2 separate regions of the Anser cygnoides genome follow, and region 1 is linked to region 2. Evidence: chromatin contacts called from public Hi-C data. All regions are on one chromosome and are shown on one strand. The core of a region is the stretch at or near the end of the contact, and the rest is flanking DNA. Distances in the headings are between cores, read along the strand shown. Region 1 overlaps UVRAG (UV radiation resistance associated). Region 2 overlaps WNT11 (Wnt family member 11).

Region 1 (6,547 bases), core at 517-3,016, 170 kb after region 2:
CCATTGGAGGTTATCTTCCAAAATACACTAAGCACGGGCAAAATACCAGAAGTCTGGAAAATGGTAAATGCAACCCAAGCTTAAAAAACAAACCAAATGATACAGCCCAAAAACATTTCTCTAATTCAGGGGCAGAACAGGAAAGAAGTGATGGAAAGGAGAACTGGGAAGGAAAAAAAAAACAACCAGAAATTAAGTATAAAAAACCGCAATGGATTTTTCACGAATAAAACTGTCAAACCAATCAGAGCAGCTGACCCTGCCCTAGGGTTGGGCAACAGCCTGAACAGCCTCTACAGGTCCCTCTGAGACCAGCTTTTTGGCCATTTTCTGAATTCCATACCAAATGTGTGGGCAGCAGGTATTAGTGCTTCTTGAATAAAAGTCTGTAAACTTGTAAAAGTTAAGAAAAAAAATCTCATTCATTTGCCAAAGCAAAGGATGATTTTTAAAACACATAAGAACGAGGATGATTAGAGGACTTTTAAAAATTTAAGAGTTATACATTGGCAAGACTTTTCTTATCAAGTAAGTATAGAGGTAGAAGGGCAGTTAATAATAAAGCAAAATTAAATGACACAGTAATGAGAATGAGATGAATTGAGTGTAATGACAATAACAGAAAATATTCACAATTTTCCAAATAGGGCATGTATGCTCACAGTATTTACTATTTGAAAAGGAAAATTTAATTGTTAGCTGGCAAGCCCTTCTCAAAGCAGCACAGGAGAAGGTCTTAGCACAAAGCAACAAGGCAAGTGAAACTTGTGATTTGGAGAACACCTCCAAATAGTTCACCATTGTTCTCCATGGCAAACAGCATCACCAGACAGCAGATGCACACTTGCCACACTGACACTAAGCAGATGGTAGATATTAATAATAAAATCTTAGTGTACCAACCTGTGCTATATTTTTGTTGAGAAGATATACTCCATATTCAAACTGAAGCTTCTCCCCTCCTTTTGGATATAAAGGAAATCTGATGGGGAAAAAAAGCATTAAAGGTGAAGTTATTCAGATGTTTAAATGAACTCAAAAAAGAGACAGACTCCACAACTGGAAAGGTAAAGATTTAAAGTACTTCCATTGCCCAGGAACCCCCTCCAGAGGAAGTTATCAGGAGCCCTCTGCAACTCCAGTCAGCCTTTTAAAAATTGATGTCAAAATTCAGCTAACGAATTGCGTTTTCTAAAGTATTTCAGGTTTTTAGAAGATGCTTTATGACCCTGCCAGTGCTGCAACATTTCTCTCACTAAATGAAGCGTGTTTTAAGAAGCACGCAGCATAATATCAAATTCCACCGTACTCCTTTGTATTCAGCCTTTTGCATTTGGTTAGCTTGCTTCCTAATAAAATCCTTTTAAGAAAGGCGTTCTCTTTTGATTAAGTTGTTATTTTGTGATTGAAAGAGTACAAATCTCTTTACAGACCCTTGCAGGCCCATTTACCAACACACCAAAAGAACAATTACATGGTACAAACCATTTTCCATCTTCGTGTGCTCTCCGTCCCACTTAAACCTCACGTAAAACCCTTCAGCTCCCTCGGACATCTGCCCCAGCAACCTTCCTCCCCATCCTGTTGTGAAAACCTTTCCAACAAGCTTCACACATGCAGCCGAGGCTCAATACAATTACAGCCTCATAGCTCACACAACCCATGCAAACAGATTCCTAATGTTTAATTCTGTTCTATTATAATAAACCATGGCTCTTAGTATCTAAGTGTAGCTAACAGTTTATAGGAAGAGCCACAACTTATTCCAGTCTCAACTGCTGCAGGAAACCAGAGACCCACCACTGTAGCCCCTAAAGCATCTTTGACATTCTCTACTGAAACAATTTTATGTGCACGGAATATTTGCTTAAGTGAAGCCGTTCAAACTTTTAATACTTGTAAACTACCTTTCTGAGGACTGTCTTTTGACTCTTCCTTACCACCAGAGGCTGAGGTCAACCGTGGTCAAGCCGGTAACTTCAGTAGGATCTGTAACTTAATGTTTATGGGAGCTACACCATGAAACCAACTTTTGTCTTCCTAAAGAACCCTACGTTCTGCAGCCCCTAATCAAGATGCTGAGGATATTATCTGCACTAAACCCACATTACATCAGAAAGCAAAGTCCCTCTCAAATTTAAGATAACAAACACAGGAGATCGATATCTACTAGAAACAACACACACTCCAGAGGGGTGATTACGCAAAGTGTATTTTAACATCAATCAAATAGAAAATCTTTACTGCAGCCCCACAGTAGAGTACATTTGCAGCATTTAAGGAGAATTATATAGCACCATTAAAGCTAAAGGTTAACAGGTCACGATCGCAGCAGATCAAATATTAAGATGTCAGCTTCAAGTTTTATGCTACTTTCAAACTCACTAGGTCACTTTAAGTTGAGGAATATAAAAATCACCTTGAACAGCATACATCTAGCTCACCTTGCTTAATAGATCTATAAATCCAGCTGGTTCCCCATGCAAGAAAACAAAACCTTTTGAAATGACCACATGCTACAACAATTCCACCGCGCGTTATCCTAAGTGTAAAATACAAATCAAAAGGAATTCGTTTCAGTCTCTACAATTACACTTACCCAAATGGAGGAAGATTTAGATTTAAAGGATACCTTTACAATTAACGGCATAAAACTCACTCAAGCTTGACAATAAAAGCGCCATTAGGAACACAAGCCCTGTTTCGGTATAAGATAGTATTTCATTAAGCCACTAGCAATGGGAACCATGTATTCTATTATTAGACACAGAGCCCTTTGATATATCCAGTAGAGAAAAGAGGATAAAACTCTTTCACGGTGCTCGCTACCATCTCTGACAGCTGAAATGGCGAAGATTGAGCTTTTGGAGCTTTTTTTTGAGCTTTCTGTTTATCAGGTTGGTCTTAGTGTGTTTTTTCTTCTCCTTTTTGTTAATATTCACATTTCTAACTTCCATTAATTAATCTTGAAAGAATCTAAACTACATACATCCTCATGTCAGCTTTTATAACATAGTAAGTAAGCTACATGAAAGTCTCGAAAAACGTCAGTGGATGTCTTTGCATATGCACATTTATGACATACAGAAAAATATTACCAACTTTGATGTTCCTTTCTTTGTGTGTTATCTTGCTTGCCCATTAGGGCTGGTCACAAGCAATAAACTTAAGGGAGAGGAACCACGACATTTTACATAGTGCTTCACTGAGCATAACTGAATACAACTTTAACTCTTGGCTCCCTACATGAAATTGTTTTTGCCTGCTTCTTAGAAAAGCATGACTGCAAGCTAAATCTCTTCCTTTGGCATGCTGTGTGAGGTTTTAGTTATGCATGCTCAAAAATTACAGTTGAAACTGACCCTTTTAGTAGCTTTATAATCACAAAACACTCAATAAAATGCAGAATGGCATCTGCCTGCCCGTTCCCCTTCAACATCTACCTTCCTGGGTTCCATTCCTGCTGCTGCGTTTGAGTGGGGTGGGAAGGAAATCATTAAGCTCCTTTAAAACAGAACATACCTAAGATGAGAATAAGTGTGATGTATTTACTGGAAAGAACAAAAACCAAGCCACAAATATCTGTTGTGTAATCACCAGAACAGACTGTCTGAGAGCAGTTACCAAGCAGTTGGGTAAGTTGTCAGTTTAAAGGGGTTTCTGAAGTTGACAGAGATCATCCCCTGGCACAGAAGATGCATTTTTCCTCCTTCTGTCCTAAGGCCCTTCTCAATCATCTTCTGAAAGGTGATAGAAGAGGTTCAGAAGAAAGATGTCACTCCCATCTTCAAGAAGGACAGTCCAGGAAGCTCACCCTGAGCCCTGGGAAGGTGATGGAATCAATTCCCCTATGCCACTTCCAATCATGCTATGAACAAGAAATCTGGGAGCAGTCACCACAAATTCACAAAGGGTAAATAACCAACCTGACTCAGTGGGTTAGGGGAGAGCAGCGGGTGTTGCTTTTCCTCTATTTCAGTGATGTTTTTGACATGTCCTCATCCCAGGCAAAGCGATAAAGTACAGGCTACATAAGGAAGCAGCGAGACAGACTGACAGCTGGCTCTGCTGCCAGGCTGAAAGGGTTGTGGCCAGCAGCACGGGTCCAGTTGAAGGCCAGTCACCAGACAAGTAAAACGCAGCGGCTAATACAGGGGTCAATCCTGTTAAATACCTTCATTAGTGACCCAGATGATGGGACAAGGAAGCACCCTCAGCACGTCTGCAGCTGATAGAGAATTGGGAAGAGTGACTGACAGATGGAGAAATGGGCGGACGACAATCCTGTGGAGCTCAGGAAGGGGAAATGCCAAGTTCTGCAGAACAAGCCTAGGCACCAGCACAGGCTGGAACTGACCAACTGGAAAGCCTGGTGGACACCCAGTTGAACAGCAGCCAGCAATGGGCCCTTGTGGCAGAGAGATCCACCAGCATCTTGGGCTGCATCAGGAAGAGCATCAGCAGGGAGGTGATCCCTCCCCTCTACTCAGTGCTGGTGAGGCCACGTCTGGAGTGCGGGGTCCAGTCCTGGGCTCCCAACAGCAGACAGACGTGGGCATACTGGAGAGAGTCCAGCAAAGGGGCACAAAGATGACTGTGGTGTCTTCGGCCTTCCTTGAATGCCTCATGCAAGTCTTGATCACTCTTGGTGAGAAACAAAGAGCCCAGAAAAACTTGCGTCAACTCAAATAGCTTCTTGGAAGGATCTGTGTAAGCCTCCCCAGTTGAATCTAAGAGAAAACATACTGTGAGGATGATGAAACACTGCAAGAGGCTGCCAGGACAGGCTCCATAGTCTCCGTCCTTGGGCTTATTCAAAACTGAATGCACATGGTCCCAAGGAAACTGCTCTGAGCAGAAAGGCTGGGAACAAGATCCCCAGAGGTCCCTTCCTGCTTCAGCTATTCTGTGACCCTCTCATTCTTTCCTGGCAAAGCCATCATGCAAGCACAGGCAGAAGTTATGAACAAAACAGTTTCTGCTCTTCGGAGTTCACTCTTGTGAATTCTTGTAAAAATAGGTTAACGTTTATCTTGTGACTATGGAATACTACCTTTCACTAGTGCACAGACTTCACAAAACATAGCCCTGATACAAACTGAGTTTACAGTAAATATTCTGTATCTGTATCTAAAGAGCACATTACTGCCACATGTCAGCTGAACAGTAACTTTTAACAGTAGCTCATAAAGATGATCGTAGTTCAAGAACATTAACTTGATGCAAGAAATAAAAGCACAACATTTAGTAACTTATAACAGGTTAGGCCAATTTGGGACCAATTTGGAGTTGTCTCTGTAGCTGTTTCCACTGCACTCAGGGCTATTCTTGCTCCACTTCAGACACCGGACATGTCAGCAGTAAGACCCTGTGCTGGGGAAAAGCATAAAGTGATAAAAGGAACAAGCTGGCAGGAGCGTGGACAGGCAGCTTTGGGACTGAAAATCTTTAGCACAGTTGTCAAATTAAAAAAAAAAAGTCTTACTCTGAATTCAGAAGGTGGAGAACACAAAGTAAGAGTGATCTGAACTGCACACAAGACTGAATTTAGCCAGATGGTCAATACATGCTTTTAAGATCTAAGATAAAACAAAGAGGATTCTCAATCTTAAAAGCTTACATTTATTCTGGAAGTTTCACGTTTTGCTTATTTAATGCTAAAGGAGTGACAAATGTAATGTTTTTATTAATTCCTTTGAGTCGTGTGCTGTTTTACAGGACTCACTGGGATACAAGTCAGATGACCAGCGCTACCCAGCTGCACCACGCTGCAGGAACGGAGGCAAATCCATAATAAATTGCAAAACACACATGCATTACATTTTTAGACACATAGCTCACCTCCCCTTTCATGGCACGTTGCTTTGGACAAAAGTTTTATTGTGGTATCACAAGTACAAGAATGACAGAACAGTTTCTTCCACGGTGAACTAGAACGTTATGCTTACAGCCACAAAGCACACTCGAGGCTTATACTAACACTGATGTGTCCAAGACCCAAAGTTTTCCCAGATTCTCAAGGAGAGCTTTTGGTTCTCATTTACCCTGGGAGCCAGCAAAAAAATAAATTCACAGAGGCAGTTACAAGGCATTTTTAGTTCTAATTCATTTTTAGCAGAGCTTGTGACAGAGATGGCAACTGACCTGCTTCCACCTTACCCTCTCCCCCCCACTTGGGAGATTCCCAAGGATAATTAGGAGCTCGTCTCCACCTGGAATCTTCATGCCTGCAAGTCAATATCAACTGCTTTACTTCAACCCATCCCCTATAAATTGCTGTCACACTCCCTAAGTAGACCTGAGCAGCTGGATAAAGAACACTTCCACTTAAACCTGGTCCTAGAAAGACGGGCACAGAAGTCAGAAGGGAGCTGGCTACGAACAGCTCTTCAATGAAGAGCTCTCCTTCTCCTCTCCATCAAAGGCTCCTAATATTCAAATTGGTTATTATTCTTAGCACTGAAGTCTTCTGTGTAACACTGGATTCTGCTAGCTGTTGAGCAGTTCTAAGGACAAGAATTGACGAGTTTTTGAAGTACAGAGCAAA
Region 2 (5,973 bases), core at 3,279-5,778:
GACTTTGGCAATGAACGCGGCCATCCTTTGGTGGTTGCTCCATGCTTATGTATTGGCTCTTTTATTTCTGCAATATAAAATATTAGTCTTAACTCTCTCCTGAGGTGTCTTATGCTGATTTCTTTTAATGGATAGGAACATGCATGGAGTTAACTGAACATGCTGCTTGGTGTTGACTCGTTTAGCTGCAAGGAGTTAGTGGCTGGTAGCTACCTCTTTAGCATTTTGGTGGTCCAGACATCCAGGTTGATTAAATGCTATGAAACAAGGACCCAGTGGTCTTCAATGTTCAATGACAACCCTTTGTTTTGACCCCATTAGTGTCCAGTCACTCTGCCTTTCATCTGCCTGAGTGCTTTGCATCGTGTGATTATGTGGGCAATTAAATTTCTTAGCAGAAGCACCCACACTTAGAGGGGGATGAGTGGTGGTTATGGGTAGGCAACAGCATTTGGTGTTTGGTTTTTATTAGACCCTCCTTAAGTTTCCATTGCTCAGTGAGAGCACAAGGAACAATACGCTGAGCTTAGATTTTGATTTCGTTATAATTTGTGTGATGGTTTAGCAATTTTTGGAACTGATGTGCTACCTTTTGTTCATGGGACTCAACAAATAGCAAATAACTAGTAACAAAAATTCCTTTGTGAGTGTTCCAGAAGTTTAAACCAAAGAAAAGTCAGAAAAATAGGACCTTTCTGTTCCTTCCACCCGCCATTTCCACCTTCCCAAGGTAACATGCTCGTGGTTGGCACCAATTTCAGTAGTTGGCCCACCTTCTTCTTCGGCTTTTTCTCATTTAAGCCCCAGGGAAGTTTGAATCCTTCCCACTTTGAGAAACCTGAATTTGACCTGAAAACTTCTGTGAATAATGAGCGTTCTGGAGGTTAAATATAATTTCACATAGTAAAATTGCAGTGGATAGTGAATTTCGGGGGAAAAAAACAAGCCAGCTGTCCTAAACATATTTAGTCTCTCTGCCTCAAACTAGTGTTGAGTTAGAGAACATCAGGACTGGGAATGACTCCACAGAACCCGATCATTTTAGCAGTGAGACTGAACTGAGAATACCTGGCCCATTATTAAAGGTGTTTATCTACTCCCTAAAAAACAGCTTCTAGAACAACCTGTTCCAGAGCTTTACTATCCTTAGAACTATGTTCGTCTTAACCTGATTCTTATTTTGATTTTTTATTTTTCCAATTCAAACCGGTCATTTCTTGTCCTCTTTCCTCTGCATATAAAGAACATTTGTTCTCTCCTTTTTGCAATAATCTTTTGTAGATGGGGAGTCAGCTCTTACTCACTTCTCTAAGCCAGTTCCTTCAACCTTTTCTGCTTTCTGAACTGCTCCTCTGACTCTCCTGGGAATGTTCCCACATTTATCTGGATCTTTCTCAAAGTGTGTTGCTTGCTTTGCATTTTAATCCACTCTCACAAAACGCTCTCGGTTCCTTTTGCCCCAGCATTATCCACAGGCTTGTAAGGTTTCTCTCTATTCTTTAATGAAAATACAGGCTGGTTCCAGGATCTCCCTTGACATCTCCTTGCTGACATGAAGTATTGATAACTCTCTTTTGTACAGTTGTTCAGTGTCAGTCTCCAGATATTCCTTGTGGATGAGAAAGCAATTTAAAAGTAGTTAAGATCCTGCCCTCAAAATCGTACATGAAATTGTGCACTTTGATGTATTTTTAGCAATGCCCATTGTTTTACATACTTCCTGGGGGACTCGAATTATTTTTCTTTCCTTTATGTACCGCTGTGCAGCATGACATTACCGGAGCAAAGGGCACTAGAGAAACGACTAGGAACTTGATCTAAAAGAGAGAAAAGAAAGTATTTCTTTACACAGCAGTAGTGTCTTCTGGGACTTGTGGCTGCTGGAGTTCATGGAGACAGGTGGTTTCCCTGCGGTCAGAAAGGGATGAGACAAACCCATGGCCAACATGCCCACAGGGGGGATCCTGCGAGGTCAAACAGGAATGTATCCTCTGTCATCCCTAACGCAACAGCCCAGATGCTGGTGGAGTGTGAGGGGGAAGACTACAGAAAGTGGCCAGATTTGTGTTTTCCTCTCTAAACAGCATCTCCCGCAGCCATCGCAGAGTGCTGGGCCAGGCGGGACATTTCTTATGTCCCTGTAAGCAGCTCCCACTTTTCAATAGGACTTGGGGAGTGAGGTCCCAGCGGATGCCTAGCACGTCCCTGTTGCCACATGGCATTACTGAAGGTGACACAGGACACAGCAGGCCCCAGTTTGGCTCTCAGATGCCAGCTGGGCAACCAAAAACTATCCTGTCATCTGCTGATGGGACAGAAGGGAACTGGCATTCACGGTGAAAGTATGTGGCATCTTCCCACAGCTTTTAATGTACCTGCACTCTTGCAAGGCCCTAAGAGAGCTGAAAGAGCAATCCTAAGCAGGATGGTAGAAGGTGGATGGTTTCCACATAGAGGGCTCACTGATCTTGCTTTTGACTAGAAAATCTTGCTCAAGTTCTCCTAACACATGGCTCAGGTGGTTTTAAGGAGAGCTTGAGCAAGCTGCCGTTCGCTTTGTGCTCCTGCCTGCTGTACTTTGATTTCCAGCTGAAATTCCTTCTGCAGCTCACTGCAGAACAAAGCAGCAGACCTCCTCCCCCCTCTGCAAGAGAGCAAAATGGATATTTTAAAATGAAAATCCCCCAGGAGGTAACGGTGAGATGGCTTAGAGATGTGAGACGGGGAAGACTCTTAGAGGTACCAGGACGTCCTTGCCCTTCTGTGCCAGAGACCACCCCTGTGATGAAGCTGTTGGGGCTCAGGGAGTGATGCACGGCAGTGTTTTTGCAAAGAGGGCTGGAAAGGGTAGTTTTGGACAAGGAGATTGAGCAGGATTTGTCCAGTCAGCAGGGCTGACCTCCTCCCTTCTTGCATAAAGAAGGACAAAGCACCGTGGCAACGTGAAAGCCTGTTCCTGAGCCAGGACCTTGGCTGGGATTTTGGCCGAAGCATCGTTTTTCACCGGTCTTCCAAGTGCTTCTAGAGGTTACGGTGTTGTGTTAAGATGCAATCGCCTGTGTTCATGTTTTCTCTCCGAGACTCGGGAGCAGGGCATTTCTCCGAGTTGCTGGAATTGTGCTGGACCGGGCCCAAAACAAATGAGACTGAACTTAACCCATCAGCAGGGAGCCTGCTGAGATCGCAGCCATGGGCTCTGAAAGCAGATGCTTGGGGGCAGCTTCTGTGGGTAAACTCTGGTCTTCGGGCTCCTTTGTCTTCCCCCACTTGCTTTTTGTATGGCTAGTTACAGCTGAGAAGCTAACTTTGTTTCAGTTTGTTTAAGAAAAGAAAGAAAGTTAAGATAATTTGCCCGTGACTATAATTTAAAACAGAACAATATGCCTGGTTAGTGGCATTGTCGGAAAAGTTTTCTAGAAAGACATTTAGGTTCGGGATAGAGTCAAAAGCTTTGCTTTGGCTCTTTACCCCTCCTTCCTTCCCGAATGTCACTGTTCCTTGATCCAAAACTGAGAGAAACTTGGGTATTTTTTGGTAGATTTTGTTCTTTTCCTATATTTCAGGCTGAAAGGGATGGACACAGCTATGGGAAAGCCCATCTAGGTCATTTTTTTTTCCCCCTCAAACCACAGGAATTGGGTGCAAGGAAAGGGTGATTCCCTGAACCCAGACAACAGGTGGAAGAGCTTTGTTCTCTAAATGGGATAAATTTGACTCTCTGGTGCTGAATTGGAGCCAGAGTGGCACCACGTCCCTTTCCTTGGCCATTTTAATGGGCTTTTAGCACAAGGGGGCAGGGACACACTGCATACCCAGCCCCGTGCTCCTGCAGATTCACAGTCCTCACTAGGGGAACCTCCACGCAGAAGCCTTTCCGGCCTCTGTTAAAGCTGAGTAAGGTTGTCAAATTCCCTCCCCTCTTCTAATGTCACCATCCCTATATTTGAACCTTTGCTCTGAATATTTAATGCATTTACAAATACATTTATGAGGAGTCATTCGGAGGTTTCCTGGCAGAGGGGCCCCGGCCCCCAGGGCAGTAACAACGCCTTTGGTTCAGCATTAGGCAAACACACTTGGTGTGGTTGCAGACTTTGCCTTCGGTAGAGGCTTTCAAAGGTTTGTAAATATTTACACACACTCCTGAATGAAGGGGAGAAGAGGGGGGGAGCCTTTAAAAACTGAACCTGGGGAGGAATGCAAGTCAGAAATAACAAACAGGAGGCCCGCCTGAGTCAGAAATAAATAAGAGAAGAACAAGAACAAAATCCCAACACCTCATTAATCCCATAACTTCTCCTAAAGCATTACCTCATGAGGAATTCCTATAAATCTCATGGATTTGTTTTCATCTATTAATGGAGTGCTCAGCTCAAGCGTCCGAATTTCTCCTTTCCCTGCCCCAAATCTGCCTTAAACTGTTTCTGTCCAAACTAGCCAGGCAGGATGAGATTTAGGAGAGATGTCAGCAGTCTCCCTGCAATCTTCAAATTACCTTTCTTACAGTAATGTCAAGTCTCCATCAAGTTCACAGCCTCACTGTGTTGGGTGCATAATGAGATATTTTACCCTAAAGCATTAGTGTCCAGCCAGGCATCTGACCCAACATAAACACTTTCACCCTGGGCTATCTTTACAGCCCCTGGAGAAATGTCATCTCCAGGACATGGTTCATCCCACCCAAAAGTCAATGCTTGTTGTGCTTTCATGTCTGCCAGCTTGGAGTATTTTAGGAGAGTGTGATAGCTGGCCTTTGAGAGTGGCTGAGGATCCAGCTCTTCAGTCCCTTCCAAGGCTTCTCCATGCTGGTGATCAAGGAAAAAGATTCCCCAGTTCATGGGTTATTTTCAAAATCCTCAAGCCAGCTGCTCGCAAGCATTTGAAGCAAGGGAACCCCACACAATGCCCGACTTATCCCGACGAGCCTGGCTTTAATTAAAAGCAGAAGCAAAACAAGCAGTGAAAGGCCATGTGATATTTGGCGACCTGTCATCCTGCGCGGCGCTCCCGCTGTGCTGCCTGCTCCTGGGTCAGGGCTCGGGGTGGGACAGGGCCAGCTCCCCGGCTGCTTCTGCTGGGCTGGGACACACTCGGAGGGAAAAGTGCAGAGTCTGGCCCTGTTAGGATCGGCTGTAATTTCCCTGAGAGGTTCAGGGCTGAGTAACGGCTGTAGGAGTCTGCTCAGGAGCTTTCCCAGCCTGGGATCTTTGGCACAGAGCCTGTGCAAATACTCTCTGGCTGCAGGGTTCATCCCCTGTGTTTTTCAGGTTAGGTCATGCTGGACAAACACCGGTGTTTGTTCTTTAGGGCATCATCTTACCCCAGCTCCTTTCAGACAGCCTCGGAGCCTGCCTGGGAATACACTTTGCTAGGGACGATGAGCTTGTGGTGCGGTGAAGGTATCACGATAGCTTCGCTTCTTTGCCTGGAGGTCATTAGGTCCAAACCTCCTGCCCAAGCAGGAATTCATGGTCATAGAAACAGAACCACAGAATGGTTTGGGTTGGAAGGGGCATTAAGGATCACCTAATTCCAACCCGGCCATGGTCAGGGACACATCTCCTAAACCCAGGCTGCCTCCAGCCCCACCCAGCCTGGCCTTGGGCACTGCCAGGGCTGCGGCACCCCCAGCTCCTCTGGGCAGCCTGGGCCAGGGCCTCAGCGCCCTCAGAGGGAAGAATTTCTTCCCAACGCCTCCCCGAAGCCTCCCCCCTGCCAGGCTCCAGCCGGTGCCCCTCGTCCTGTCCCCCCAGCCCTGACAAAGAGTCCCTCCCCAGCTTCCCTGCCCCCCCTGCAGGCCCTGGCAGGCCGCTGGCAGCTCTCCCCGGGGCCTTCTCTTCCCCAGGCCCACCACCCCCAGCTCTCTCAGCCTGGCCCCACAGCAGAGCTGCTCCAGCCCCTGAGCATCCTTGCAGCCTCTTCCAGGCCTGCTCCAGCAGGTCCCTTCCAACTGGAGCTCTTCTCAGCCCTAAA

The links. Hi-C and Micro-C count contacts between places; a contact is called where the count stands out from the background.
Region 1: a Hi-C map of liver shows a contact between it and region 2, with 4 times the contacts expected there. The contact joins two enhancer-like sites. A contact is called at or near these places in 2 of 7 Hi-C or Micro-C datasets (both in liver).

The regions. Positions count from the first base shown.
Region 1 is chr1:210,143,430-210,149,976 of Taihu_goose_T2T_genome, forward strand. It overlaps UVRAG (UV radiation resistance associated), which reads right to left. Exons shown (of 15, transcript XM_066990017.1): 13 at 904-982. Among named protein-coding and RNA genes, the nearest start is that of UVRAG, 62 kb to the right of the region's middle. Within about 2 kb of position 1,767, at least 2 of the 3 cell types and tissues checked have open chromatin away from gene starts, as enhancers often do. A contact at or near this core is called in liver, where this site is marked.
Region 2 is chr1:209,970,548-209,976,520 of Taihu_goose_T2T_genome, forward strand. The region is part of intron 6 of WNT11 (Wnt family member 11); the gene reads left to right. Among named protein-coding and RNA genes, the nearest start is that of WNT11, 24 kb to the left of the region's middle. Within about 2 kb of position 4,529, at least 2 of the 3 cell types and tissues checked have open chromatin away from gene starts, as enhancers often do. A contact at or near this core is called in liver, where this site is marked.